2 separate regions of the Mus musculus genome follow, and region 1 is linked to region 2. A link is a contact called in public Hi-C data. All regions are on one chromosome and are shown on one strand. The core of a region is the stretch at or near the end of the contact, and the rest is flanking DNA. Distances in the headings are between cores, read along the strand shown. Region 1 overlaps Cpeb4 (cytoplasmic polyadenylation element binding protein 4). Region 2 has its middle 19 kb from the start of Gm39674.

What was found. A called contact is a pair of places that touch in the nucleus more often than the background predicts.
Region 1: a contact with region 2 is called in a Hi-C map of liver, with 3 times the contacts expected there. The contact joins two enhancer-like sites. A contact is called at or near these places in 2 of 484 Hi-C or Micro-C datasets (forebrain and liver) and 2 of 115 datasets of contacts at active chromatin or transcription factors (astrocytes and neural progenitor cells).

Annotation. Positions count from the first base shown.
Region 1 is chr11:31,906,393-31,911,019 of GRCm38.p6, reverse strand. Cpeb4 (cytoplasmic polyadenylation element binding protein 4) reads right to left here. Exons shown (of 10, transcript NM_026252.4): 3 at 2,145-2,195. Among named protein-coding and RNA genes, the nearest start is that of Cpeb4, 38 kb to the right of the region's middle. Within about 2 kb of position 3,124, at least 38 of the 459 cell types and tissues checked have an H3K27ac peak or open chromatin away from gene starts, as enhancers often do. A contact at or near this core is called in astrocytes, forebrain, liver and 1 more, where this site is marked.
Region 2 is chr11:31,768,480-31,772,959 of GRCm38.p6, reverse strand. No RefSeq gene overlaps it. Among named protein-coding and RNA genes, the nearest start is that of Gm39674, 19 kb to the right of the region's middle. Within about 2 kb of position 2,384, at least 105 of the 459 cell types and tissues checked have an H3K27ac peak or open chromatin away from gene starts, as enhancers often do. A contact at or near this core is called in astrocytes, forebrain, liver and 1 more, where this site is marked.

The DNA.
Region 1 (4,627 bases), core at 1,875-4,374, 140 kb before region 2:
AAGATGGCCTAGTCGGCCATCACTGGAAAGAGAGGCCCATTGGACACGCAAACTTTATATGCCCCAGTACAGGGGAACGCCAGGGCCATAAAAGGGGAGTGGGTGGGTAGGGGAGAGGGGGTGGGTGGCTATGGGGGACTTTTGGTATAGCATTGCAAATGTAAATGAGCGAAATACCTAATAAAAAATGGAAAAAAAAAAAGAAATAAAGAAATTTATAGATGCTTCAACTGTCATAGGAAAAAAAAAAAAAAAAAAAAAAAAAAAAAGCAATGAAAAGGAAGTATCTAGGCTCCCTCTATTGTCTATGAACCAATACAATTTCAAAACATAAATACTTGGGGGAAAAGCTTATCCTTATTATTTTCCCTTTTGCCAAATAAGAGTCACTGAAAATTAACTATTCATAAAAAATAAATATTAATAGAAAAAAGAAAGGTATAACAAAAGAATTTTTAAAATTTAAATGTGTTGATCTTTAAGGAAAAGCTACTAGAGAGTTTTTCACACTTCACAAAGATGAATCCCAGAGGCAACTGATCCAACTAAACAACTTCATGAAGTAACACAAATAAAAGATGAATATTTTGCCTGGGATCATTCAGTCATATCCCAAATCTCAACTCACTGTAATTTCCAGTACTTGGACTTGAGTCTGGATCTAGTTTATAGGAAAAGGTAAACCTTGCTCTGTGGACGACGGGATGTCCTCCTTACGCCATCACCATTAGGTGGTAGGTTGGTAGGTTTTAATGTAGATACTTTTGTGCCTGCTATATTATATTATGAGTATATTATTATTGTTCCTGCTAGAATAGTACAGTAGCATTATTTTATAGATGATGATGAAAATCTTGATGACAGTAACAATGATGATAAATTTCTGGCACTGAGCATAAGGAGACCTGACTTTGATCAAAGAGTGAAGTTTTAATGCACTACATAGCTTCCAGAAATGTTGTGGGGCTTGGCACCTCTCACTCATCTGTTCTCTTGCTGATTTTTTGGGGGTGGCTAAGAAACCTATATTCTACATAGGTTACCATTTTCAAGTAGTAACCAAAAGGAGATCCAATTATAATAATTATTTTCAACCACTCGTTACCATGTGAATCAGACAAGGTATTTTTTGTTGTTTCTGTTTGCTTGATGAATGATGAGAATACAGCAAAAATAATTCTTGGACAGAGATATTAACAGAGATTTGAATTATCAGAAATTTGGGGGAAAAAAACCTCAGGAACTGGAACTATGGCTCAGTGGTTAAGGGTGATTCCTGCTCTTTCAGAGGACCTGAGTTCAGTTCCCAGAACCTACACAGCAGCTCACAACAGCCTATAACTTCAGCTCCAAAGAATCCAATGCCTTTTCTAGCTTCCACAGGAACCCACACACATGAGACATATATCCAGACAAATACACATAATAAATCTTAACTACACACACACACACACACACACACACACACACACACACACACACACACACACAATTAGCAAATAAAAAGAAAAAAAGATTTCTATATTCTATCTATTTATTCTAAACTGTGATACCAAAAATATCTATGCACTTTAAAGTTCTTTAATTCTGTGAGTAGTTGCCTTCCCTGTGACCTTTAGCTTTTTTCTGGCATGCACACATAAACAGGATTTGTGGGCACATTACTAGTGTTTGGGTCAGGGAAGGAGACTATGGAAGAACTACAAAGGCTAATACATCTTTCTTCATGCTCTCCTTGATGGTAAATAATACATGACCTTCTCTTTGGAACATAAAATACTGTGTTTCTTGGGCTGCCTCTTTCAGGTTCTAAGTTTCTGGTTACCTTCTCTTTTCATTTGCTCTACAGAAGCTAACTAGTATTTGATGATGGTGGGCTGTCATGGGATTTACACTCACTCTCTTCATTAATTTCAGAATGGAGAATCAAGTGGCTCACAATATTTTTAGAGAAAAGTTTCTATCACAATTTTGAGGGACAAAAGTTATTGTTAAAATAGGTGAGTAACAGCAATCAATAAATGTCACTGCAGAGCAAATGAGTGCCACTTTTGCACTTGTTGAAGCACAAATACTATATTTTCTTAGCCTAATACTCATTTCAGGTCTGTGCACTTCACTAAGGTAAATCAATTATCACTTACCATTAATAAGCAGAGAACTATCGGATCCTGGGTATGAATAGTTTAGACGACCTGAAGGTAAAAGAAGGCCGTTTGTTACTAATTTTTTTTTCATAGATAGTTTAAACTTATTCAATAACAGAGCGGAGTTGGTGGCTTCTAATATGCAAAATATTTACAAATCTCCATTATGGGACATGAATTTGTTGTTCTAAGGAACATAGCTAATCAGAGGATGTGCCAAGCATCGATGTACCAAAGGGGAAGTCTGAAGGTGATAAAGTGTCTCTCAAATTTAGTTACTCAAACATAAGAACTAGCTAAGTAGTAAGGTCATTGTTGTTTCCAAATCACCACCCAAAATATGCTCCTCTACACCATATGTATGCCCTGTAAGTATGAAATATTTTTCATTTTGTGTTGGTTGTTACTTTTTTTAAAGGATGCACTTAACCACAAATTTTCCTATGTGGCTTTTTCCTTAGGAAAAAGGCTTTCACAGGTAAAGGCGTGTAGGAGGCTTTGAATTTGGGTTTTGGGCCATGCAAAGTGAATATTCACTTAACTTCCAAGTTTGAAATGGTTCATAAATTTTGAAACTAAAATCACTATTCAAGCTATTCCCAAAACAGAGCTGTGAAAGCTCTCAAGGTGCTGGAAGAACTTCTCGCCCGGGCAGGGAAGGCCAGGGAATTTCTGTGCCGTTAAGAAACTGTATTTTTGTTTTTTGAAGTACCTCTATATGTAAAGTGAGCTATCTAGACCACAAATCCTCACTGAATACCCATTGTGTACACAATAAGTTACAAAATAAATATTGTTGTGGCAACGTTTTTAAGCCTCCATACCCCATGTACCCATTTTTACCAATCTTCAAAAAAATGGTGGAGAGCCCTCAGCATGTTCAGCAAAGGCTGAAAAACCTGGCTGCTAACTCTCTACAATGATCAGGAGTAGCTGCCAATATCTAATTGACTCTGAAGTACAAAGGTCCCTTTAGGAAATAGCACTGAGCTCTGGCCTCACGGAGCAGTGAGGCTTATGGGCTGTGGAAAAGCAGAGAAGAGGCAGAGACTCTGCCAAGCCTTCTCTAACTGCCAGCAAGTCTCTACTCAATTCAGAGAACACTCTGGGAACCAGAGCTAATGTGGTCCCACCACTCCAACACCATGGACAAACAAGTCTTCAGAAGGAAGTTTCAATGTGAGACTCTTGCCTTGGAAAGGAACTCACAGAAATGCCCCATGTCACAAAAAGAGAAGAATCTGTAACTAACCTATATCCAACACCACAACTGGTTAAACTTTGCAACCAATTTAAAATCAAATAAAGGGGCTTTCCAAGATAAAATTAGCTGCTCTCATTATGATTTAAGCTTGTTGCTATTTAGGGAATGAGTGGAGAAATGGAGCTAAGGAAAAAGTGAAACCTGATTTTGATACTTCAATTTCTGACTAAATATTGTTTTGTTTCTTTACTGTTGATGTGCAGATCAAGTACTCAACTCTGGTAAATGCTACTGGAGCTGATTTAACTACAGCTTGGATTCTACTCCTGTCACAACATACTTAAAAAAAAAAGATCTGAGATGCGTGAAACAGGAGCATGACATGAACCATTAAACCTCACCTGTTTTCTTTAATGAAACATGTCTAGATTTTGTTGCTATGTAATCCTCTAAGGAAATGAGTTAACAGGAGCTATTAAAACCACTTTCTTTCATCATCAAACATTTTTTAAAAATATGAACTAAGAAGACAACACATAAATAAAAGCATTTATATTGATTAAAATTAAGAGCTGAGAAGAGTTGTCTTTGTAATTCTGAGGACATGCTCTAATTTCTTTGGAGCTGACACTGTAGTCAAAGCTGGGGTTGTTCCACATGAACCAGAACGTCTCTTATTTTGGGCTAAGAAAGGCTACAAACAACAATGGGAATCCAAGTGACAGATTACCATACTGCCTGGCCCAGTTGAACAAAGTTCAAATTTACCAGAAACATGTCTTCTGGGTATTTTTGGAGGACAGAGAAATATTTTGACTTCACAGACACAAAAATTTGGCTCAGCTCAGGTATGTGCCTACTTTTAGGTGAGTGACATTTCACAGCTGATCTGCTCCTTAGCCTTCTACTTTGCACCCAAGATACAACATGACACTTTTTGCCACTGTCAGCATAGTCCCAGCTGGAACACTGCCTGTGAGCCTTTAACAGCTTTAACTTGCCTTCTGATAAGGTTTACTGCTAGGAGAGCATCTGCTTTGATCCTGAGAGGCCCATATACTATGCATGTGATATCCTACTAAAACAATCAAGAATTCTCCCTCTACTTTTAAAGAATCAGCAGTGACATTAAAAGATTTTTTTAAAAAAAGTTTCACAGTATTTTCCAATTCTGTAAATTCTTTCTATAATAAATATATAACAAATCTAAAAAGTCATTCATAATTATGGGTACTATCTCTCCTTCTCTGGAAATTCTCCTAAAGTGCCATCATAC
Region 2 (4,480 bases), core at 1,135-3,634:
AGACTTTTCCCAATCATAGTGGGACATCAAGACAGTAGATGACCAGAAAGCCACCGCTTTAGTCCCTGACTGTCCACATCAAGAGTCCTCTCATAGAATAGAAGTGCGGATCCTTGTCTGAATCTTTGTGTGGCTTATGCCACTGTCATCTGGAAACTGACAGGACTCTGGAGTAGGAAGCAAATCCTTACAACTGTGTTTAGGATTCAGGAATTTTATCTTCAAATTCCCAGGACCTTAGCTTCCCTAAACATGTACTTTGTACCTTTTGAGTTAAATAAAAAAAGTATAGGCTGGTACTGTAGCTCAGTGGTAGAGAGCCTGCGTGCATGCATGATGCCCTGGGTTCAATGAAGCACTGGCTTAAATTCCCAGTGCTCAAAAAGCAAAACAAAACAAAAAAAAAAACATTATTATGTCTCTTAGTTTGGTTTCTGCAGCTGTGACAGACACCAAAACCAACTTGTGAGAGAGGGGTTTATTTCAACTCTTAAAATAATTATTATTTGTTTGTTTATTTATGATTTTATTATTTATTATTATTCATGTCTGGGTGCATCATGTGCATGCCTGGCTCCCATGGAGGTCAGAAGAGAGCATTGGATCCACTGGGACTGGAGCTACAGACGGTTATGAACTGTCATGTGGGTGCTGGAAATTTCCCAGGGTCCTCTGCAGGAGTAGTCAGTTCTGAGTCATCTCTCCAGCCTTGAAGCTTACAGTCAGGGGCAGAACTTAGCGGTAGAGCCTGAAGGCAGGAACTCAAGCAGAGACCACAGAAGAATGCTGGCTAATGGCTTTTTTTCCATGGTTTGTTTAGCCTGCTATCCTACACCCAGGACCACCTGCCTAGGTGCGGCACCACCCACAGTGGGCAGGGCCTTTTCACACCAATCAGTAATCAGGAAAATCCCCGCAGACGTGCCCACATGCCAATCTGATGTAGGCAGCTCCTCAATTGGCAGCCCCTCTTCTCCTATGTCTCTAGTTTGTGTTAAGTTGTCAAACACAAACTAGCATATGTCATGTGTTCATATGAATTGGATATTCACAACCTCCAGAGCTCTGGTCTGCCTCAAAGGGAGGTGACAAGACAGGCTGGCCAGGTCTACAGGTACAAAATGAGGCCACCTCACTCCATAGGCTTTAGTTCTGGTGCCTCTGAGTCTCAGTTCAGGACTTTAGTCAGTTTCTCACTGCCGTGACAGTGAGACCTGTAGGTCAGACAGTCCAGTCCACCAGTAGCTATTGGCCAGAGGCAACAAGACAGGTGGCCCACAGGCTGGCTGTCTCTGCCTAATTCATGTCATCCTGTTGAGTGCCATCTGGCTGTCAGCTTCTTGATTCTCTAACTGTCCCTCCTCAAGGACCCTCTTAAAGGCACAGACAGATTCACTGGTGGTGTCTTTCAAGGGCCTTTACTCAGCCTTTCTGGGGCAAGGCTCACAAAGAAAAGGGCCAGCACAAAGCGGGCATAGGGTTTCAAGAGCCATGCTGCCTCGGGTGAAGTATCTAAAGAATTACTTGTTTTGAGTTCCCCCACCCCTGAAGTGCTGTCCCCTCTGTGGGCCTTGTGGAACGTGGAGACTGGCCTTATCTGGTTTGTGATTCTCCTTTGCCCCAGGAGAGACTGGAAAAACACTCTTTCGAGGAGCTGATGGGAAATTGACCCACATTAGCACAACACTGGTCTGTGCTGAATCGGGACAGGAAGGTCCATTTCAAAGAGGAAAAATAAATGTTCTTTGTAACCAGGCCAAGGCTAAACATGCCTTCTCTCTATTGGTCCAGATCTGTGCCACCTCCCACTGCATCCGTAGGTGTGCTGAAAGCAGGCTGGAGACTTTTATAGAGACTGTCGCTGTCACCATGGCACTGGGTGCTGTACTCTGCTGTATCAAAATGTCAAAGGAAGAAAGCATAAACACGGGGCCTTTCGATCTGCAGGCATTGCTGGGTGCTTCTATGTGTGTCTGCCTCTGCATTCAATGTCAGCAGTAATGTGATCAGCCAGGAAAGCTAGCTTCTCCGCAGATCTCAGGAACTCACAGCCAGGCCAGCCATGCCCCGTGATTTAATTTCCCTCACAACAGCCTTGCAACACTATAATCCTCATTTTGTCTGTTCAGGGATTAGGCTCATCCATGTGCATCCAGGGTTTGGAATGGAAAGTGTGGGATTTTAAGACAAATTAATGAAAGATTTATTCCTGGAAACTGGGAATTGAGCTGAGGGAGGCAGCAGAGGCGGCGGGGCATCTGAGACTAGCCACAGAGAAACTCTGTAGCCAGCTGTTAGCTTACCAGGCACTGAGCACAGAAAGGAAATGTCAGAGTCCAGCAGGACAGCAGTGTGGAGGGGCCTAGGCCTGGAATGGACCAGGCTGGACTGAGTGGTGGCATCTGCTCTAGGTTCAGAGGTTTATGCTGGCAGGGGTTTGTATTTCTTATGCTTACACCAGCCAAACGGACTGGGCTGGGCTCCAGGATGAGGTCAAATGTGGGTGGGTCTCTTTCACATGCTCTCTCTGGCTTGAACAACAAATGTGTTTCCTCATGGTGCCACTCAGCTTTCCATCTCTGTGACAAGTGCCACCCCCCCCAAAAAAAACCACCCTGAAAAGAGAAAACTCCATTTTATCTCATGGTTTCAGAAGCTACAACCCAGGGTGGCTTGGTCTTATCATCCAGGGCCCATGGGAGACAGCCCAGTACATCACGATGACAAGGGTACATGGAAGAAGATGACAAGGTACCTCAGGAAAGATAGGAAGAAAACATACACACACACACACACACACACACACACACACACACACACACACACACACACAGAGGGGGGGCAACATCGCAATATTCCCCCCAAAGGGCTTGTCCCCAATGTCTTAAATTCTCTAGGTCTCACCTCCTAAGAGTCCCACAACTTCCCAATAGCCCAGCAGCTGGATAGTAACTCATCAACACAGGAGGTTTGAGGGGATGTGAAAGATCTAAACCAAGGCCGATGGGGTGACCCACTGGGTAAGGTGCTTGCTGCTAACCCTGATGGTGTGAGTTCCATCCTTGGGACTGACATGTTGAAAGGAAGAATTGACTCCTGCAAGTTAGTCCTCCACTCTGTCCTCCACAGATGAACCATCCCTCCCCTCCCATCCCCATCCCCCCCCCCATATCCCTCAGTAAATGTCAGTTTAAAAATGACAACAACAAGAAGCCATACAGCTGGGGCTGTAGCTTAGTCTGCCTAGTCCATGCAACGTCCTGAGTTCATTCCCCAGCACCATCAGAAAAAAAGGAAATCCAAACCAAAATACCCATCAGAAATGAAAGCTGCACAGGTGACCATGATGAACTCCATGTCAGCGTCATGAGAGATAAATCCATTGATGTCGAGACAATGGGACATTGAGTGGTTTGAACACATTATCCAGTATAAGAGACTGGAGAACTAGAAAAAAACATTCCAACCTGCCATATTTCCCAGAAGAAACAGAATATCAACACAAAAGAGGAAGAAATGCAGGTAGAAACCAACTGTGTCCCACCCCAGAGTTTGGTGCAGTGTCCAACTGTACAAGCTGAGGAGGTTTCTGTGTGCTGGAGGGGTGCCGTCTGTTTGGGGGATTGCTTAGTGCAATGGGGTCAGGACTGGAAGGGTGCTGGGCAGGGGGTGGTAGATTGATTGGACAGAGGCAAGTTCTGCTGGAGACTTCAGAATTCTTCTTTAATGTCATAGTCAAGCCTGGCAGTGGTGGCACACACCTTTAATTCCAGCACTCAAGAGGCAGAGGCAGGTGGATCTCTTTGAGTTTGAGGCCAGCCTGGTCCACAGAGTGAGTTCCAGGACAGCAGAGGCTACACACAGAAACCCTGCCTGGGGGAAAAAATAGTCATGGTCAAATTCAGGGAAATGACAGATTTGGAGGTCACAAACTAACTTTGGGTTCTGAAACACTCAAAACCCTAAAATATTGTGAGTAGCACGTATGAAAGATGGAGTCACACGATTTCCTTGGTAGCAGTTGTCACAGACCCTGTCCATTGGAATCCCAAACCTGACCATGTGGATGCAAGGTCTCGGTTCTAGATCCTAGAATGTCACCCCTACAAAATGAGACCAAGTAGCTGGTTGATGCCTCTGTGGTTAAGAAGAGCATTGGATCCACAAATATGAGGACCTCAGTTCAGATCCCAATACCTAAGTGAAAAGCAAGAAAACTTGGCGTGGCTGTGAATGTGGCTGTGTGCCTATAACAGCAGCACGGTGTGGGGCTGAGAAAGGAGAATCAGAGGGGTGCCAGTTGTCAGCCTAACTCTGGTTTCAGGTATAGATCCCTGGCTCAAAGGAAGAAGGCAGCAGTGACAGACCAGGACATTTGGTATCCTCCTCTGGCATTCGTAGATAGGCACTGGTATATGTATAACACACACACATGAATACACATGCACACACATAAACACACACACATATGCATACACAT